Linked DNA regions of Macaca mulatta: regions 1 and 2 are each linked to region 3. The links are chromatin contacts, called in public Hi-C maps. All regions are on one chromosome and are shown on one strand. Each heading gives the region's core, a stretch centred on a gene start, on an enhancer-like site or on the middle of the called end of the contact. The rest is flanking DNA. Distances are from core to core; before and after follow the strand shown. Region 1 holds the start of WDFY2 (WD repeat and FYVE domain containing 2). Region 2 holds the start of ATP7B (ATPase copper transporting beta). Region 3 holds the start of DHRS12 (dehydrogenase/reductase 12).

What was found. Hi-C and Micro-C count contacts between places; a contact is called where the count stands out from the background.
Region 1: a Hi-C map of fetal cortex germinal zone shows a contact between it and region 3, with 3 times the contacts expected there. The contact joins the promoter of WDFY2 here to the promoter of DHRS12 in region 3. A contact is called at or near these places in 4 of 14 Hi-C or Micro-C datasets (CD4 T cells, fetal cortex germinal zone, fetal cortical plate and 1 more).
Region 2: a contact with region 3 is called in a Hi-C map of fetal cortex germinal zone, with 2.4 times the contacts expected there. The contact joins the promoter of ATP7B here to the promoter of DHRS12 in region 3. A contact is called at or near these places in 2 of 14 Hi-C or Micro-C datasets (fetal cortex germinal zone and fetal cortical plate).

Annotation. Positions count from the first base shown.
Region 1 is chr17:30,811,213-30,814,274 of T2T-MMU8v2.0, forward strand. WDFY2 (WD repeat and FYVE domain containing 2) reads left to right here and starts at 1,808. Exons shown (of 12, transcript XM_077973835.1): 1 at 1,808-2,504.
Region 2 is chr17:31,246,991-31,250,558 of T2T-MMU8v2.0, forward strand. ATP7B (ATPase copper transporting beta) reads right to left here and starts at 2,270. Exons shown (of 23, transcript XR_013407653.1): 1 at 1,862-2,270; 2 at 1,287-1,391. ALG11 (ALG11 alpha-1,2-mannosyltransferase) reads left to right here and starts at 2,392. Exons shown (of 4, transcript NM_001190890.2): 1 at 2,392-2,435. The coding sequence starts at 2,392.
Region 3 is chr17:31,030,518-31,033,900 of T2T-MMU8v2.0, forward strand. It overlaps DHRS12 (dehydrogenase/reductase 12), which reads right to left and starts at 1,503. Exons shown (of 11, transcript XM_002808146.4): 1 at 1,372-1,503. The coding sequence starts at 1,427.

The sequences.
Region 1 (3,062 bases), core at 558-3,057, 220 kb before region 3:
ATTTATTCTGAGCCAAATATGAGTGACCATGGCCCATGACACAGCCCTTAGGAGGTCCTGAGAACATGTGCCCAAGGTGGCCGGGGTACAGCTTAGTTTTATATATTTTAAGAAGGCATGAAACATCAATCAAATACATTTAAGAAATACATTGGTTTGGTTCAGAAAAGCGGGACAACTTAATGCGGGGGCTTCAAGGCTATAGGTACATTTAAACATCTTTTGGTTGACAATTGGTTGAGTTTATCTGAAAACCTGGGATCAATGGAAAGGAATGTTCAGGTTAAGGTAAAGGATTGTGGACCAAGTTTTATTGTGCAGAGGAATCTTTTAGATAGCAGCGTTTAGAGAGAGCAGGTTGTAAAATGTTCCTTACCAGATTAAAAGGATGCCTGGTTCTTAGTTGGTTATCTCCCGGGTGTGGGAAGGAAGGAAAACAAAGGCGAAAGGGGATATAGAACGTGGATTTTTCCCACAAGAGACTTTGCAGGGCAATTTTAAGGTATGGCAATGAAATATCATTTGGGGTAAAACATTTTGATTTTCTTCCTTGTTATGCCAGAGTCCGATTGGAAAGTAAGTCATGATATACACGGTCAAAACCCATCTGATGAGAATTTATGGTTTTTGTAGGCCATGACTCCCCAGACCCCTTAGATAGGAATTTGGGCAAGACAAAAAATCGGAGCTTAGTCTTCACGATCAACCCCACATGCCAGGCCTTGTGGTAGGCACCTAACATTCATTCAGTAACTACAGTAACTCTGTCCATTGTGTTCGGAGCAAGTTAAAAAGGCTGGATTGCTGGGGAAATGGAAAGAAGCCAGCACTAGGGGACTGGGTTCAAGTCTGGAAGGAAGGAGGGGTTGTTTAGCCCTAACTTTGCACTAAAGTAACCTTGGCTGAATAATTTAGCCATCTAAGAAAACGAGGCGATAGACACCACAGATGATCTCTGAGCTCCCTTGAAGATATCTGTATGAAAGATTCTCTCCTTTCCATGTCCCTTCCGTGCCACTATTCCGAGCATCAGCCTGATCCTAGGAGTGGTGACGTCCTGCTCAGCTGGGGGCTGCTCCTCAGTTCCCACAGAGGCAAGTCCAGGTCCTGACTTGGCCAATGGCCCTGGAGGCCGCTGAGCTCCCCAGGCCCACAGCCCAGAGAAGTGGGCGATAGGTCATTCCAGGACAAGGGGGCGGAGGCTCCAAGAAACTACGACTCCCAGGAGGCCACTGGGTGCCATCCGGCAGCTTGGGCCTGGTACATGTTGGGAGCTGTAAGCGGCCTCCCGCCGCGCTTCATTGTTAAGACAGCTAGGCCAGGTACCCCGCGCGCATGCCCAGTCACGTCCCAACTAATTGGGCTTCTTTCCTTCCTGCAGGCCTCTTCTCTTTCCGGTCTTGCTGAGGCGCTCCTTTCCCCGCCCCGCCTCCGCCCTCTTTTCAGGGAATTTCGAAGGGGCGTGGCCTCCGGCAAGCGCGTCCCCAGGGGTGTGTATACGCGCGTTCACGGGAGGTTAAAGAGGGAGGGGACTAAACCTTGGGTGTGGGAGGCAGAGAGAAGACCGCGGGGAACGGAAAGCGCATGCGTCCTAGTGGTGCTGCAGCGCCCGGGGAGCCGCGGAGGGGAGGGGGGGAAAATGGGCGAGGGGGACTGACGCACGCGCACTGGGACACCAGATCCCCGCCTCCTGCTCCAGGTTTCCCCTCCTCCTTCACCACCCTCCCGGAAGTGGACCCGCCCTCGCGCCCACCAGCGGCCACCCCCCTGCGGCAGGCCCCGCCCACAAGGCTCCGCCCCTCCGGCTCTCCGCCCCCTCCTCTGGTAGTGGCGCCGGCTTGCATCCCGGTTGTGGCGGTTTTGGTGCCTGAAGCAGGGAGCGCGGAGTCGTTCCCGAGAGAGGAGGCCAGGCTATGCTCGCCGGTTTCCGGCGTTCCGCTCCGGCCAGCCAGAGTCTCTGTCTCAACCTGTGTCCGTGCCCCAGCAGTCTCCTCAGCCCGGCCCCGCGGCGCGATTGGCGGCGGCGCCCAAGACGCGCCCCCTCCTCCGATGGCGGCGGAGATCCAGCCCAAGCCTCTGACCCGCAAGCCGATCCTGCTGCAGCGGATGGAGGGGTCCCAGGAGGTGGTGAATATGGCCGTGATCGTGCCCAAAGAGGAGGGCGTCATCAGCGTCTCGGAGGACAGGTATGGACTGCTGCCCTTCTGCCGCGAGGAGGGGCGGGACGGGCCGACGGTCCCCGAGCCCGCGTCAGGGGCTGTGCCTCCGCGTCGTCGCGTGTAGACTTGCTCCCCCAAGTTTTACTGTAATGCGCCTCTTGGCGGTGCCGGTGTCCAGCTGCGCGCCGCCTCCGCTGCGTGGCTCCGGGAGCTGGGACGGCGGAGTGCGCTCCGGCTTCACCCTTGCGGGAGCCAGGTGGCCCTCGGGGTAACGGTGCGCCGGCGGGACTTTGGTCCATCCCTGAGGACAGGAGAGAAAAAGGGAGAAGCCGCCCGGCCCTGCAGGTGTGTGCTTGGGAAACGATGCCCTGAGCCTCCTCTGCAAGATAACCAAGAGGTTGGGGTACTCTCTGCTACAGCTCCCAGGGTTTCAAACGGAGAAAGCAAATGCCACTCCCTTCTCCCAGGCATTCCCACCGAATCCAGATAGCCCAGACATCTTAGGCTGAATTCAATGAATATTCTAAGTTGTGCCAAGAGTAAGTTTAGGCTTCTGTGTGGTGCCTTCTCTCCTTTCCCCTCCTTATCTCTTGGAACTCAAGGAGAAGCACGTAGAACTTGTAACGGATCACTGCTGCAAATAGCTCTTGAGTTCCTTCCCTTTGCCTGTTTCCTTTATTTTTACTTAATTTTGCTTAATTTGCAGAAGTGGAACCAGTTGTTCTGCCTTCACATATTCTCCCTGTTTTGCGTTTTCGCTTTAACTGAGTGTCCTTTAATAATTGCAGAAATAAAGCTGATGAAGCTAATTTCTAGAGGAATGTTGCTTGAAGATAGTGTTATGATAATTTATCTGGAATTGTTTCTTTGCTAAAGTCCATATAAGCATTCTTAAAAAAGAAC
Region 2 (3,568 bases), core at 1,020-3,519, 220 kb after region 3:
CAGAGGATTCCAGAAGACAGGTCAACATGGGCAGGAGCAGTTACAGAACGTTTCAAGGAGGTGGCAGGTCTTGATCTTGATTTGAAGGATCAGGATTTTTTTCTCTAGGTGGGGACATTGTAGGAAGTTGAAATCTCCGCTGCACAAGCCACCGCTCCCAATATTTCTTCATACCCCTATCAAATGCATAGTCATCATACCGTACAAACCACCTACCAACCAGCCTCTCTCTGTCCATCCACTAATCCATTAGTTTTCATTTCTGTATCACTGCAGCCTAGATGAATTCACTACTAAACGGCACCCAGCAATGTTGCTGAATTAGTTTCAGAAATCTGTGGAAAAGAAACAGCCTACTGTTCTGTCCAGCAATCCAGGCCTAAGTATCTATCCTAAAGAAACAGCGTCAGCATTAAAAATCATGTACAAAGACGTTCACTTCTAAGAGAGAGAGAGGGGAAAAAAGTAGCAAACAGAATGTCCACCACTAGGAAACCATGAATAAACTATGATGCGTTCAAACTGTGCAGAGGTTGCACTGAATTAGACAGCTAGTGAAACAATCTCTAAGATACATTGTTAAACTGAAAAAAGTTAGAGAATACACATACAGTGATCTCATTTAGGTAAAACAAAAATTTTAACACCTCACACAAACGAAACCTAAAGATTTCTCTTGAGTGTGTGCATATTACATATAGATACATGTATCAACTCTTCAACATTGTGCCTGAAACATAGTTCTCAATAAATATCTGCCAAATGAAGACATACGTACATGAATAGAAAAATACTGAAAAATAGATCTGCTTTTCGTGCAAAATATTTCTGTGCTGTTTGCATTTTTAAAAGGTTGTTTTAATGTATTACTTGTACAATTAAAATGAACTTAAAACAGTTATAAAAGTTCCAGGGCCTCGATATACCATATCTGGTCCAAGCACCAGGCTCTGAGTAACTTCTCCAGGTAACTAACTTCATCGTTTTGAGCCATTAGGGCTCTAGCACAGCAACTAGATGCTCATTTTACCTCTCCAGCATCAGATCCCTTAAAAGCATAAAGATGCATTTTGAGGTGTGGGGTTTTCCATCGTTCCCAAACACCAGTTGACCGCACGCTTTTTCTAAAGTGTCCTTTTCTCCCACGCCACGACGCCCCTGGAGCTGGGGGTCTGGCTCGGCCTTGCCTGCGCACCCCCTGGGGTCGAGTAAGCGTAGGACACGGGGAGGGAAGTCCTCCTGGTGGGAGTGAGCTCGCTGCGCGGGAGCGGGGTAACAAAACTCACTTTCCGACTGGCCCCCTCTCTGGCAGTGATCTGTCTCTCCTGCTCAGGCATCGTCCCGCGCGGACACCGAATTCTTCTCTGATCCGGCTCAGAGCCAAAGGTCACCTGGTCGGCAGAGGACAGTGTGGTGTTAAAATCCGGGGAGGGGATGCGCGGAGCGCGAGGGCATCGGCGCGGCTCGGCTCTAATGCCAAGAGGGGTCCGGGAACCGCCCCTTAATTAGGGACCGGGGAAGCTGCAGCCCTCGCCACACGGATGATTCAAAGTTGCGCGCCGCCGTCCTCCCGACCTGGGGGCGTGCGGATGAGAGCGCGAGGGGAGAGTGGGCCTCGGACCCTCGCCCACTCCCCAGGGGGCTGGGAGTGCCCGCCCTGGAACTGCCGGCCCCGCCGGTGCCTAAGTGTCCTCTGCCGTGCCGGCGCCGCAGGGCGGAGGCCCGTCCTCCTCCGCAGTCTCAGTCACCTCGCGCTGGTGCGCTCCGACACTGTACTGGGATCTCAAGCGTGTGCGGGAGGGGGAGGGCAGGTGAGCGGCGCAGAGCCGGGCAGCAGACGCAGCTCGCAAGGCTCACCCACCGTCTGCGGGGAAGGTGCCGGGTGGCGCCACGTCGGGTCCGCTCTGCGCTGCCCCCTCCTCGGACTCTGCGACTGACTGCCGGGCGCCGCGGGTCCCAAAGGAAGCAACCGCGGCGACAGTGAACTCCGCACCTGGAAAATCGATCCGCGGTGCGCAAAGGCCAGCCAATGGCCTCCAACGGGCGACGGGCTCTGGGCCGCAGAGAGGGGCGCAGGCGCCCAGGCGGGGGCTTCCAGTTGGGGAGAGGGGCAAGGGAAGGAGCGACGGCTGTCAATCACAGGCCACGCCCTCCTGAGCCCAACCCCCGCTGCTGTCCCGCCCAAGGGGGCGGGTGCCGTGTGCGCCAGGCCGAACACTAGTCTACGTCTCGGCATATTCTATTGGCTGGAAGGCCGTGGGAAGCGGCTACCAGCAACCAATTGTAACGCGCAATTGGCCCGTGAGGGCGGAGCGAGCATGGCTCGCTTTCTCAGGAGCCAATAGAGAAGAGGAAAGTGAAGCGTTTCCTGAGTTCGGGGGTCGGCGGAAGATGGCGGACGGCGAAAGGAGCTGGTACCTGTGCAAGTTGTTGAGGTGAGGAGCCGGTCGTGGGGCTCACAGACGTTTTCTCTTCTGTAGTGATACTTGCCCGTCCAGTGCGGCTAAATTTTGCGAGTAAATGGCCTTCCTTGTCATGAATCTAAGGTAATTTCTCAGGCCAATGAGCAGTCTTCCTTTTTCTTTGGGGTGTTCTATATAGACTGGAACAGACTAGGTCTTAAAAACTCAATTTACCGCGTTTTCTTCTGTTTCACTGTTGGCTGAGTGGTCGAGTTACCTTTCCTGCTTCAGCTTTTTCTTTCTCTTTCACACTCCAGTTAGTCTGTCATAAATTATTCATATTCATTCCTCATTTTTCTTTACGATTGAGCTACGAGACATTTTCCAATCTATCATGTCTCTCTTCAGTAAAGAAGAAACCGGATCTTCCTTCTCATCTCTTAGTTTCTCCTCTTAAACTCACCAAAAGTGCCATTGTTAACACGTCACTTCAATATAAAGCTTATGTTGAATCCTCTGCTTTTTGATAATCTGTTATTTTAATTTTTATGATTGATGTAAGAAGTTGCATAAAATATTATTTTATTTGTATTACGTGTATACGCTGTTTCTTCTAGAAAAAGAATCTAGCAAATAGATGAGTAAAAGGAAAAACCCCCCGGAGTGCTACCATCCGGAGATAGCCACTGTTAACATTTTGGTGAAAAAACTCCCATACTTTTTTCCACCTTTGTTGTTGTAGTACTACTGAATTTTAAATGCCTTGCCCTCCACTAATAAAACAGAAAGCCTAGTATATTCTACCTACCTAGCTTTTTTTACCACCTACATATTTTTGTTCAGGCTGAAAATTTATAATTAACACCATAGCTTTCTGAATAGCAGTATGTACCTAATTCTCTCAAAAGTTCAGGCACTTCTTCATTTTTGTCCCCTCTACTTCAAATTCTGTAATCATTACTTTAAACATTTTGAATGAGAAAGTCTATTATCAGAGCCTTTTGGTTCTTCCCTGCCATAGGGAATATTCCTCAGTGCTTTACATTATAATGGCTAAATAAACTCACTAACCAGACTTAAAGGACAGGTTTAACTTTAGTCATTATTCAGCTTTTAAGTTAAATGTTTAATAGTTCAGTTTGAAAAGCCTATCACATTAATTTTCC
Region 3 (3,383 bases), core at 253-2,752:
ACTGAAGTCAAAATAAGGTTGTTGTTTTTCTGTCCCATTCACTAAATCTACAAGAACAGGAAAACCCATCTAACTTTGCCAGCTGCCTTCCCCTCCCCTCCCTTCCCCCACCAATGTGTGGTGAATTGGGCCCCTTGGCCTCACTTCTACCTTCCCTCAAGGCGGGGAAACAGAGAGAAAGAGTCCTCAGAGAGATTTTTACAGCCTGCTTTCCTTGGGGCCCACCCCGGCTTGGAAACTGACGCAAGCTTTCATGCTGTATAATGTGGAAAGATCCAGCAATTAATGGTCATTGCCAGAGGACACCCCTTTGAAAGAAAGAGGCTGCCACTGTACTCCCCTAAAAACAGTGGGACAGGGCGCACGGCTACACTCCCCACCATTCTCTGCAGCAGGGGCTCCTGAGGCAGAGCTGAACTTTCCCCAAAACGATGTGGGGTGAAGAGAAGGGAGCTGCAACTCCTACCTCCCCTAGGAATGCTGGCCAGGTTGCCGTGAGAACTGATAACGCCCCAGTGACGGGAGAAGCCTCTCAGAGGTGAGAATCACCTGGGGATTTGGGTGAAACGCCAGTCCAGGCCCCTGTGCAGACCCACTGAATCAGAATCTGTAGGGACGGAGGCTGAAAACTGGGTACTTTTAATTCTCGCCCAGTGATTCTGATGTGCAGACAGGGTTGAGAACCAGCGGTTAGCCTAATCCCAAGAGAAAACCTCCATCTGTCCTCCGTCACAGGAACCTGTCACCTCTTAAAACAACAATGAGGTGGAGAGCCAACTAGGGCACACTGAGCGTGATCACGGGGCGACAAAACCACCACGCACTGTTCCCCAGAAGCACACACTGGGTGCACAGCCACACTGGCTGGAGACCCAGGCTGGAAAGTTCCAGCTGGAGCCAAAGGTCGCAGTCCAGGTGCCGCATCTTCTTAAAGGAAACACACCCAAAGGTACGAGGACAGAGCCTGGGCTAGCGATTTAGATCCAGCCCTATCTGACGCCGCCAGCAGCACTACGAAGACAGTTCCAGGAGCACACCCCGCAGGGCGCCGAGGTGACGCCCAGGAGTCTCGTTGGCTCCAGGGCCGCCTGACGTCAGTGGGACGGCCCTGGGCCTGGGCGCGCCACAGTCCCGCCCCTCGGGCGCCAGTCTCGGTTGCGGGCGTTGAGGGGCTGGAGTCTGGCGACCGCCCCACGCCCAGCCGCGGACCAGTAGAGGGCAGGCGCCCCAGTCGTTCTGGACTCGCTTAGTCGGCCCAGCGAGACTGCGAAGGAGCCGCGGGCGCGTCCCCGCCAACCCCGCTAGCCCGCGCCGAGGCGGGCCACGTGACAGCCCGGGGCCCGGGGCCCGCGCCCCGCCGCGCCGCCTTACTTGGTGTCCTCGCGCAGCCCCTTGGTGAACCACACGACGCTGCGGTACAGGGACATGGCGGGCGCGCCGCACGCCGAGCCCCTCCGCGCTCCCGGCGCGGCCTCCGCCCCGGTCCCGCCCCGCGGGAGTCGCCCGCCCTTACATCATCCCGGTTATGTAAGAGCCGCGGCTTCCGGGACCTTGCTCCACAAGGAAGGCGAGGGGTCTCGGGGCCGGCCGGTCGACTCCGCCCCAGCCTCAGAGGGTGGAGTGAGGGCGGACCGGCCCTCGTGGGGGCCACAGTCGAGGTCCGCAGTCTCCTCGGGGTTGAAATCGGGCATCAGTGCCGTTTAGAGAACACCGTCCTGCTGGGCATGGCCGGGATGCGACGCACCTCCGAGAATTTGGTTACCTAGAAAACCATGTGGAATAAAACGACGAGGCTTACGATATTTAAAAGACTTCTGCATCGAATTGGTGTTAAGGGTTATTGTAATAACTGGCATTCTCTAAGTTCCTACATGTGTTGGGGGATGCAGTGCCCTGCCACATTTCCCGTCTCCAGCAAGCGCAGTCAGATTGGCGACATCGCAGGCAAGAGGCAGGGCTGGGGCTCCCACCCGAGAAGTAATTGTCTCCAAAGTCTGAACTTTTGCCACTGGTTCTGCGACTTCATGCAGTGCCAGGGAGAGCCCCTTGATTTCCCCCAAATCCTCATCAGCCTCCTTCCACCCAAGCCCAAATGAACAGTGTGAGTAAAAAAGTGTGGTTGCTGCATGAACCCAGATCTCAGACTAGTAATCCAGCCCCATTCCAGCCCCGCTATGTAGGACTCAGACACCCCTGTCCACATCTAATCTCCAGCCCTAACGCCACATTAGAAATGGGGGTCTTACTGCTGCTGTCACTGCTAGTCACCCTGTTAAATTCTATACCGGTTTACCCAAGTCGCCCAGAGACTGGGTCCCACTTACATAAGCTGAACACAGACTAGCTGCTTTCATAGCCTCATTACCTAGGATATAGGATCACTGTCCAACCTCACCCCGCAGTGGGCAAGTTTTACTTCAGAATAACTTTTGAAATAAATTTCCCCAGAACAGCTCGCCCCTCTGAACAGGACTCTGAGGCTCCACTACGTTGCTGTTATTCCTGACAGAGTGATGAAATTTAAACAAGTGGCGTTTTGTAAAACCACCCAGCCTCGTGTGACGTTCAATGCCTGTCCGATTTGGCTCCAAAAAGCCAAATTTTAGATCCCCAGGGCTACATACTGTTTTTAATACACTCCTCTTTGTGTCAGTGATGGAAAAGGTGTCAGTCTGCTCTGAATCTCTCTGACCACCTCAGGAAATAGGCTTTTGGCTCACAGAGCGGGGATGAGAAATAGTTTTGAACCACCACGTCTCTTGGAGGGTGTCAGCGGCCCCTTGAAGTAAAAATGTGGCTGGAAACCCAGCTCTCTGCATTAGCCAGGTGAACCTGAGCATGCTGCATACGCCCTCAGTCTTGGTTTTTTCATGTGTAAAATGGGAATGAATATGCGCACCGCGTGGGGTGGTTGTGATGATTAAAGGCATTCATTATAAAGAGCTTAGTTTCATACGAAGTGATCAGAAGTGTTCATTTCCCTCAAGTTTTCTTCTCATTCCTTTCTCCCCTACGCTTACAGCCACACAGTGTACATTCAAGAAAGGTTCCAATGAGGGCATGAGGTGTCCAGTGTTAGCCTCCAATCAAGCATCCATGAGGTAGTTCATGTATACATTATATACATTTAAAGAGGAGGTCTTAGGAAAAGCCAACCCCAGTCTCAAAATGAGCTTCCGCTCTCACTTGGATGCCAAGTAACACACACAAAGAAACAAAGGGCAGTATGGAGTTCATAGACGAATCTTCCAGTTTAACTGGAGTCAGCTGAGCTGGATTCTAAACCAATTTCTGCCAGTTATTCCCTGTGTGACCCGTGTGATAAAATGTATAGAAGGCTTAAAGTGTGCCAAGCATTGTGGATTATAGCACTTAATTCTCAC